Linked DNA regions of Mus musculus: region 1 is linked to region 2. Evidence: chromatin contacts called from public HiChIP or PLAC-seq data. All regions are on one chromosome and are shown on one strand. Each heading gives the region's core, a stretch centred on a gene start, on an enhancer-like site or on the middle of the called end of the contact. The rest is flanking DNA. Distances are from core to core; before and after follow the strand shown. Region 1 holds the start of 4930480C01Rik (a long non-coding RNA gene). Region 2 has its middle 22 kb from the start of Ube2k.

Region 1 (5,077 bases), core at 2,103-4,602, 440 kb before region 2:
GAGTAAAGTCTAGCATTGCTCTGTGGCTGTGTGTGTGTGTGTGTGTGTGCTTGTGTGTGTGTAGGCACTTTTTTTTTTTTTTTTTTTTTTTTTTTTTTGGTTTTTCGAGACAGGGTTTCTCTGTGTAGCCCTGGCTGTCCTGGAACTCACTCTGTAGACCAGGCTGGTCTACAGGCTGACCTCGAACTCAGAAATCCACCTGCCTCTGCCTCCCAAGTGCTGGGATTAAAGGCATGTGCCACCACGCCCGGCTGGCACTTTTAATATGGTACCTAGAGCAGGAAGTAGACTGAGACAGGAAGGAACCAGATGTCATATACCAGCAAAAAGCCTGCCTTCCAAAGGTGCCCCAACCTCTCAAATATCATCACCAGCTGGAGAGCAGGTATTTAAGCCCGTGAGTCAGTGGGGGACACTTCAGATCAGAGAGCAATGCTCAACCTTCCTAATGCTGCCACCCTTCCATACGGTTCCTCGGGTTGTGGTGACCTGAAACCATAAAATAATTTCAAAACTTTACTTTTGCTATTTCTATGAGTCCATAATGTAGCAAGATTAGATTTGAGGTCACACTAATCCCCGTGAAAGGGTCCTTTGACACCCCCAGACGGTCGAAACCCACAGGTTGAGGACTGCCATAAAGGTGCATATTAGCTATACAGGATATAGGGTTTCCTTATGACAGACAATTTTGTACATGCGTGGAACATTTTTGACCCTACCTACCCCACCTACCCCTGTTGTCTTCTGCTCCCCCCGCCCCAGGTCTCTTCTCTCTTTCTCTAGTATTACCCTCTATTTTCATGCTGTCTTTTTTATCCCTTATTATTTTAAATCTATTTTTTGTGTACAATGCATTTTGATCATATTTACCAAATCTCTCCCAACTCCTCCCAGATTCAAGCCTCTCTCTTCCCTATTCACCCAACTTTAGTTGGTTTTGTTGTTGTTGTTGATGATGATAATTTATTTTTGTTTTTGTTTTCCATCTAGCCCAATCTGCCCTACACATATACCCTGAGATATAAGGTCATCCACTGAGACATGGTGGACCAACCAGGGGTCACACCCTCAAAGAAAACTGACTCTCTCTCTCTCTCTCAGCAGCTATAGATTGCCAGGGATGGGGCTGGGTCCACCTCTGCACTCCGCCGTGCTTGGATTTTGTCTGGCTTGAGCTTGTGCAGATCTGGTGCAGGCTCCCACAAACTGTTCAAGTGTAAAACTGTTGTTGTATGTAGAAAAGAAAGTGTCTTTTGATTTGACATGTGTACTGTACCTGACGCTCCACCTGGTTCTTTCTCTGTTCCTGCACGACGCGTGAGGTAAGGCCTCTACTTTAAAACACAACACAGGAAGCCCTGTTTTTCCCTTTGTCTTCTCTCAGGGATTTACTTCCTGCCACCCAACATAGATTTTCTAATAAGAGGGGCCTGCTGCCCTCTTCCATGCTTCCATGTTGTACAGACTGTCCCTTAGCCAAAAACATTTCCCCTTTCTTTGCCCAACGAGCAAGGCCTTTCTCTTTCAGGGCTCATTTTGAAAGTCATGTAATTAAGGATGCCTTTTCCCCAATCTCCCCCTTGTCTCAAGGACGTTCTTGAAGTTACTGGTATATCAACCTAGCATTCCTACCTCTTCTTCAATCCCAGTGTTGCGTGATTTCTCTCCCCAAACCCATGCTGACCCATTTCACATATTGTCTTCACAGCTCCATGCCAGAAATATAAGAGGTAACCAATAAACACTCATGAAATACAGGACAGTCTTGGCCAGAGTCTGGACTTTCAGAGTGCCAACAGAGAGAGCCTCTCCCACAACACACCTCCTCAGGCAGTCTTGCTTGGCCTCCCGTGAACAGGAGTGCTGCCTTGTGTCCACCTTGGGGGACATAGTAGCTGCACTTTGGGACTTAGGCTATATTGCATGTGTGTCTGGGGAGGACCTGGTTCCCTAAAGGGCAGCCTTGAGAGGCCAGGTGTACAAAGGAGTAAAGGCTCTGCTAGAGACACCAGGTACTTGTTCCCACCAGCATCACACGCAGCTTGTCAGAGCAGATCCCTGCTTGGCCTCGGAGCTGGCAGGTTCCAGGCAGAATGGAAGAAGCTAAACAGATGTGGGCTCCACCCTAGATCCAAATCCAGAAAAACAGCCAAGTCAATATATGCACAAGACTGTAAGCTCCTGGGCAGAAGATTCCAGGTTTACCTACCTCAAACTGCAACACCACAGGAATCAAGGATTGTGGTGACCCTTTTTAAATAAGAATAAATGTTTGGCCAAGGAGAGGTGGCTAGAGACGTTTACAGTGTGAACAGACACTAGGAAGTCAGTTCTGTAAGAATTTAAAGACTAACCCAAACTTAGTGGCAGAGGCCTGTAACCCCAGTATTTGAGAGGCTGAGGCAGGGGGATCGTGAGTTTTAGACCAGCCTGGGCTGCATGGCAAGAGCCTGCCTATACAAACAACAACAAAACTCTCGCTACTCAATCTGTACTGAACACATTTATTGAAAGCAGAGCACAGGGCTCATAAGAGAATATTTGCTTTATCAGTGCGTTTGTGGACTGTCTGGAAAAAAAAAAGGCACACTTGTAAGCTAAGCTGTGGTAAACGAGTTAAGTATTGCCGAGGGAGTAGACCACAGGGGAATGGGGTTGATTTATCTTCCCGATGAGAGGTTAGGAAAAGAGGGAGTCCATGGAGCCCCAGGCTGGGATGTCACAGGAGGCAGAGATCACGAGTCTCTAGAGATTCAAGGGCATGTGTCAGTATCTGTTGGGTCCTAGAGAGACCTCATGGCAGAGGCCACCATACTGCCAGACAAGAAGCCAGAGAGAGAATTAGACTTTCACCACAAACCACTGAAAAGTCCCTGAATCCCCTCCAAGTGAATTACCCCTAACAAACCACTGACCATCTCCGGGCCACTGCACTACTCTCAAATGTTCTATGTCATCCTTTACTGGCCCACTAGGGGGCGTAGCTTCCAGCATAAACCTTTAAGGGAACACTCAAACCACATTCAAACTGAAGCAGGCTGCATTTGTCACTCAAGACCGTGAGACATGGAGATGTAGCTCAGTCATACAGTGTTTGCCTACCATACGGAAGCCCCCATCACTGACAAAAAAACAAGAAGAGTAGTGGATAAGCACAAACCTATGTAGGGTCAGCCTATGTACGATAAGCCCAGAGTACAAAGATGAAAACGTGCCTGTCCTGAAGAATTACCTCATAAGAAAAGGCCGAGTAAATACTAGTCCTTCTATTTGTCTGATTTGCCGTAACAAAATACTTAGGGCTGGATACGTTGTAAAGAAAGGAAGGTTATATAGCTCACAGTTCCAGTATCTTAGGCAGCTGCATCTCCTGAGAGCCTTTGTGTTGTGTCATAACATGGCAGGTGACATCACACAGTGAGAGAAAGAGAAAGAATATGAATCATGGGTGCGTAAGGAAGCAATAAAGTGAACCAAGACCAGCACCACCCCCCATTTCCCCCACCCCCTCCCCATCGCCCCACCCCCACTCCCAATCCCCCAGCTACATAGAGTTCCAGGCCATCTTGGACCATGTGAGATTCTGCCACAAGAGGGCCGAGCTCTGACACTATTTTTTTCAGAAACTCGCCTTTTCTTGCTGAAAATATAGTAGTCAATGTCAACAGAATACACTTCCTGGGCTGAGTAACGCCTTCTGTGGGCGCTTGGGGGAAGAACAAGGGCCCTGGAAACAATAAGGTTCTTGGCTCCGCCCCCTTCAGAGTCCACAGTGAGGGCCAAGGCTTTTATTGCCCTGGTTCCAGTTTTCAGTGTTTCCTCTCGATTAAAAGCCCCCTGGCTGCCCAGGATTGCCTGTAATGACAGTAAACGACTACAGAGACTGTGAAGCAATCTTTTCACATCTTAAGATGCAATCTGTCTGGCACAGCCCCTGGCGGCCTGAGTTCACGGCAAAGCTATTGTGGTGTGCGTGGGGGCATTGGCTTTGGCTCCCCCCCCCCCCTCGGTTTCCCACACCCTCTGAAATGACTGAGATTTCTGTCAGATTTCTCGCCTATGACAATCCTCATTAACTCAGTCATTTATTAGTAATAAATTAAAAAAAAATCGTTGGCAACTGTCTGCCCCTAGGGTCACAGTAACTCAAGTCCCCATGACCAAAACTGGGTGGCAAAGCTTGTTTCTCCTTAGCGGGTCTGCATTCATCCAGTGCAGTTTCTCGAAGACACGCACACACGCTGTAGCAACAATGGCAGTGACCATGAGTTCCCAAGCCCGTTGCCTAGAAACCACTCCTTGTTTCTGAAACTAATTTAAACATGAGAATTCAGCTTGTGACTCAGGCCAGCCATGCATGGCATGGTTTTCTCTCTCTCTCTCTCTCCTTTCTTCTTTCACATCACAAAATAATACATGCTTATTCCAGAAAAAAAAAAAAGAAAAATATGAAAACAAACGATCTAGAGGCACAAAAAGTCTCCTATAATCTCATTATCAGAGACAACCACTGTTGTCTCTTGGGGATATTTTCTCTTTATTTTTACTTTTCTTGGTTTTTTTTAGTGGTTTGCCTGTGTGCATGTATGTGAACCATATGTGTTCCTGGTGCCCTCAGAGGCCAAAAGAGGATGTTGGGCCCCTTGAAGTTATAGGCAGATGTGAGCCATCATGTGGGTGCTGAAAACCAAACCCCAATATTCTGCAAGAGCAGCTGGTGCTCTGAACTGCTGAGCCATCTCTCCTCCCTTTGGGGTATTTTCTTTTACGTCTCTCTTTATTATGCGCATGGTAGAGGCAGGGAGAGACTGAACATAGCTGACATTTGACAGTGAGACAACCTGTCTGTGGAGTCTCGTTTCTCCTTCCACCTTTATCCAGAACCTCTGTGCCATCTCTCCGGCCTGGAAATATTTTCTTCCTCCAAATTCTGAACATTGTTAAGAATAATTCTGGCATTTACATCAAGATTAATACTGAATTTACCTGTCTGACAAAATTTTCCAACTGTTTACTAAAATCTGCATCATATAGCAAGCTTATCTATCTATCTATCTATCTATCTATCTATCTA
Region 2 (4,913 bases), core at 1,778-4,277:
ACTGTCCTGGAACTCACTCTGCAGACCAGGCTGGCCTCGAACTCCGAAATCCGCCTGCCTCTGCCTCCCAAGTGCTGGGATTAAAGGCGTGCACCACCACCGCCTGGTGAGGTTACTGGTTCTTGAGTGCTGATTTTGTATCTTGATTGATTGCTGAAAATGTTTTCAATTCTAAGAGTTTTCTAGTGGAGTCTGTGTGGTGCAAAAGCAAAACAAACCAAAAACCATTTGCTGCGTCTGCAGAGGAGCCGGATTGGATTTCTAGCACCCACAGAGCAACTCACAGCACAGAGCAACTCACAGCCATCTGCTACCCCAGGAGACCAACACCCTCTTCTGTCTTCCATGGGCACCAAGCACACACGCAGTATACACATATACACATATACATGCAGACAGAACACTCATACACATAACATAAAAACAAATACATCTTTTTAAAAAATAGCTTCAATGTAAAAGGTGGATTGTGGAGGTTATATGTAATTTAAACTTCTTCCTAGATAGGGTTTTGAATGTAAAAATGTTATAGTAAAAGAAAGATCTTTTCAAGGACATCCTGGCAGCAATATAAAGAATGATAAGTTTGTTGCCAGATCTGACTGTTTACCACCCAAAAGTCAGTGTTAATCTGAGGTCTAAAGGCATGTACTACCACCCCTCATGCCTCTCCTGCAAAAGGTATTGCTTTTAAATTCATCTAAACTCAAAACTTTAGAATACAGCCAGAGTGTTTTTCAGAATGTAAATGGCCTCCAGCCTAGTTCCCAGGAGAGTCTTTATTTCCCTCTAAAGCCTCATAAGCTGTCTTTACCAATCACAGTTCTCTCACCAGTCTGTCCTGGTCTTCTGAACTCTGACCAGAATGGCCTCATTAGCTAGCTCCGCTTCCCATATTTAGGTGTTCTCTACCCTGAAAATGCCCCACATTCTTTCTGAATAGCCAGTCCAGATCTTAAATACCATGTGATCACTGCTGTGATATCCCACTCCTGGTACCAGTTTTCTGTGTTTACTAATTTTCTTTTTACAGTCATAGGATGCCCTATCAGTTTAAGGAAGGAAGGGCTCCTCTAGGGACCATTGCAAGAGCAACTCTACCTATGGACGTAGGACTCTGAGTCAGCAGTCACATCACATCTGCCACCAGGAAACCAGAGGGAAATGCCTGAGCTTTGCTGGCTTCTTCCTCTGTCCCCTTACTGTTCAGTGCTGGACTGTGGAATGGTGTAAGTCACCATTCCACACTCAGAGTTGGTAATTCTTTTTCTCTAAAACCCCCCTGGGAAAAAAAATCTTCACAGACATACCCAGAGATATGTTTCCCAGATTCTAAATCAAATCAAGTGGACAATGAAAATTAACCATCACAGACTATTGTCAGAAACCCACCAGTAAACTGAGGTTTCGTGACTTTTCCCTCTGAAATGGGGATAATCTTGTGCACATAAACATGGTGTAAATACAAAATATGGTTATAACACAAAAGGCACCATGTCTCTACAGAGGCAGAAAGTGACCAGAATACAAATTTCTTGATTCTGAAATTTCTCCTCTAGCCCAAGTTCTTTTTTTTTTCTTTTCCAAGCGTTTCCTTGCTGTCTGGAGAGTTTTTTTTTTTTTAAGATTTATTTATTTATTATATATATGTAAGTATACTGTAGCTGTCTTTAGACACCCCAGAAGAAGCACCAGATCTCATTACAGATGGTTGTGAGCCACCATGTGGTTGCTGGGATTTGAACTCACAACCTTCAGAAGAGCAGTCAGTGCTCTTAACCGCTGAGCCATCTCTCCAGCCCTCTAGCCCAATTTCTAATCAAGACTTTGAACAAAAGTACACCATGACAAATTTTAAAATGTACACTTCCACAATGCACTCAGCAATTCAAAGTGAATGAGAAAGGGAGGGGCACTGAGGTAGTACTGAAAAATGTGAAGTCAATAAAACAGGCATAGAAACCAGAAAGCTGCAAGAGGCAGTAAGGAGAAGCAGGCAGAGGGAAAAAAACAAGAGAAAACAAATGACTGGGGACTGATTTCTTTGCCACGGTCCTTGGCTGTGCTGTACCAAGAAACTCATTTATAAAGGGAGAAGACTAGAAATGCATCAGGATCGGTGAGGAAGGAAGACAAGAATGAGGGGTTGGGTTCCCATGGCTATGCAAAGCTGTTTTGATTGGTAGGAAGGAAGCAGTGACTGTGTCTGCGCACCTCCTCAGGGGAGACTCAGGGGTTGAAGGGATGCTGAAGGACGGTAAACTGAGCTGGCATGGGTTGTTTGATTTTAGTAACTTGATTGTCTAGACAGGGTTGACAGGGATGTGTTTCGGGATGGCTTTGAACTTCCATGGTAAAGGACAACCTGATCCTCCTGCCTTTATCTCCCAAGATCTAAGATTACAACACTGTGCCACCACAGTCTATTGTCCCACCACATCTAGTGCTTGGTGGGCTTTTTGTTATTGTATTTAGTGTGTGCATGCACACACCACTGCATCCCAGCACATATGGGGTTTTGGGAGTTGGGTGTCTCCCTCCATCATAGGGATCCCAGAAATCGAACTCAGATTCTCCGGGATGTCAGAAAGCACTTTTATCCACAGAGCAGTTCGGTGACCCAAGTGATGCATTTTTATTTGTTTAATTGTTGTTTGATTTTTTTTTCTAGTGGGTGTAAGGGGTGTCTGTGTGACCATATATGGGTGTGAATGGGCAGATGTCCACAGTGGCCAGAAGAAGAGCTTGGATTGTCTGAAAGAGCAGCAGGTGTCCAAACTTTGAGCTATCTCTCCAGTCCACTTGATGCACATTTTAAAAAGGTGCTTCTCTCTCTCTCTCTCTCTCTCACACACACACACACACACACACACACACACACACACACACACACACACACACACACTCGGGGAGCCAGAGAGCTGTTTAGGATATGATTTAAGTTTCAGGAAGCGTCCTGTGGTTGACATCTGTTCATCGGTTACTCTTTGTTAATCACCTTGGGAAGGAAACAGGATCTGAAAGTCACTGACGTGTCCAAAGCAAATACAATATGTTTGGTGTGTAGCTGTGTCTCAGAATATGGAGAGAGTCATAGTTGGGGGTCTTGGGAAAGTATGTGAACTGTGTCACAAAGATCAAATATTCCAACTAGATGATGGAGCATTGCACTGGAGGTTGAACCATCTGGGCAGAACAGTTCCTCAATAACCAGTCTTCTGTCAAACTGACATTTCAGACAATCAAGTCCTACTTCCTTTTCAAAGACTTATTTAAAAAGTGTCTTTGTGTACAGTAGGGGAGAGGAGGCTCCTGAGTGTGCCACAGCCCATTTCCTGCTGAGCCAGTTCTACTCCTTGCCTGTGCAATGAGTGACACAGAAGACCAGTAGGTGCTGACGATTGAGCCAAGCATGTAGGCTACCAGCCTCTTCCACTCTCTCCAGCTCTCACCTTTTATTTCCACATAGTACAGGCTAGACTTGAGCTCATGATCTTCTGCCTAAAGCCTTTGAGATTTATTTTTTAAATCTTTTTTTTTTTTGAGTCCTCTTTCTCATCCCTTATTAGGAGGAAGGAGAGATCCAAGGAATACAATTTGAAGCTAGTGTCCATCTGAGTTCATGGGGAATTCCCATCGCCAGTTAGTTATTCTGTAATGGCCTCAAGCACTTTGCAGGGACAGAAGAAAAATCATAAGGAACCTATTAACTGAACAGGGTCCTCATGATGACTAAGAACACATTGTTCAGTGTGAACTTAGTGTCTGATGTCTTTTTAAAAAGTCATTAAAGCGAGTCCTTGTGAAGTAGATTTATATATGACTATTAGTGTAACTGCATACAGAGTTAAAGTCCAGAATGCCAGAATGTTACTAGAGACCAGAGGTTTTTAGACCTTTTAGACTTTTGCAGAAATTTTCTTTCTTTCTTTTTGGTAAATGGGGCATTTGTTTTGTTTGGAAGTTTGCTTGAGACGGGGGTTTTACTAATATAGCACTGGCTGGCCTGAAGCTGGCTACGTGTAGACCAGGCTGGCCTTCAACTCACCAAGATTTGTCTGCCTCAGCTTCACAGATGATGGGATATGTGCTACCATGCCCAGCTTAAAAATGGTTTTTGTTAGCATATATGGTGAAAAATTCTTAAGAAGTCTCTCTCCAAGAGCAACAGATTAAAATTAAGAACACAGTCAACTTCAGTGATGTGTACTGGCTTTTCTCCACTCTTAGAGGTTCTGTTCTGAAAACCACAGGACCTCCACTAGGGCTGATTGAGAAGACCCAAAGGAAAAGGATGCCCACGGACAGGAGAGTTGTACATCTGAGTGCGGTGAACTAGATAGAGGCTGGCTGTTGTAGGACAGGATCATGGCCAGGAGCACAGTGCTTCATGGGTGTAATAAAGGGAGGTCCCAAAGGACTGGCAATGAACTCTTGCTGGCTTCCCTTCAGGAATGCAAAGTGAAGTTCAAACTAGCAGTTAGGTTAACCCTTGCCTCGTCTCTATTATATTTCCCATTTGTAAATAATTGTCTGATGCCCTCTTCTAACCTTTGGGGACACCTGGCAGGCACATGGTGTATCATATAGACAAAAGACTCATACATATGTGTGTGTGTGTGTGTGTGTGTGTGTGTGTGTGTGTGTGTGTGTGTGTGTGTATGCTGGAGAGATAGCTCTATAGTTCTTGCTGTTCCAAGTGCTGGGATTAAAGGTGTGCACCAGCTCCACAGTTAAGAGACCTTACTGCTCTTGCAGATTTTGGGTTGGTTCCCTGCACCCACATGGTGGTTCATAGCTTCCTGTAACTCTACCTCCAGTAGATCTGAACTCTACTGGTATTGTACACACATAGTGTACAAACACATGTGAATAGCACATACACATAAAATTAAAAAGAAATCTAAAAACAA

The links. HiChIP or PLAC-seq counts read pairs in DNA pulled down with a chosen protein or histone mark.
Region 1: a contact with region 2 is called in an H3K27ac HiChIP or PLAC-seq map of acute myeloid leukemia, with 3 times the contacts expected there. The contact joins the promoter of 4930480C01Rik here to the enhancer-like site in region 2. A contact is called at or near these places in 3 of 484 Hi-C or Micro-C datasets (the Ba/F3 cell line, cerebellum and myocytes), 4 of 115 datasets of contacts at active chromatin or transcription factors (acute myeloid leukemia, bone marrow-derived macrophages, double positive thymocytes and 1 more) and 1 of 9 other capture datasets (macrophages).

The regions. Positions count from the first base shown.
Region 1 is chr5:65,949,618-65,954,694 of GRCm38.p6, reverse strand. 4930480C01Rik (a long non-coding RNA gene) reads right to left here and starts at 3,352. Exons shown (of 2, transcript XR_376988.3): 1 at 3,236-3,352; 2 at 2,488-2,817. It also overlaps a transcript of Chrna9 not described here.
Region 2 is chr5:65,513,210-65,518,122 of GRCm38.p6, reverse strand. It overlaps a transcript of Smim14 not described here. Among named protein-coding and RNA genes, the nearest start is that of Ube2k, 22 kb to the left of the region's middle. Within about 2 kb of position 3,027, at least 101 of the 459 cell types and tissues checked have an H3K27ac peak or open chromatin away from gene starts, as enhancers often do. A contact at or near this core is called in acute myeloid leukemia, bone marrow-derived macrophages, double positive thymocytes and 1 more, where this site is marked.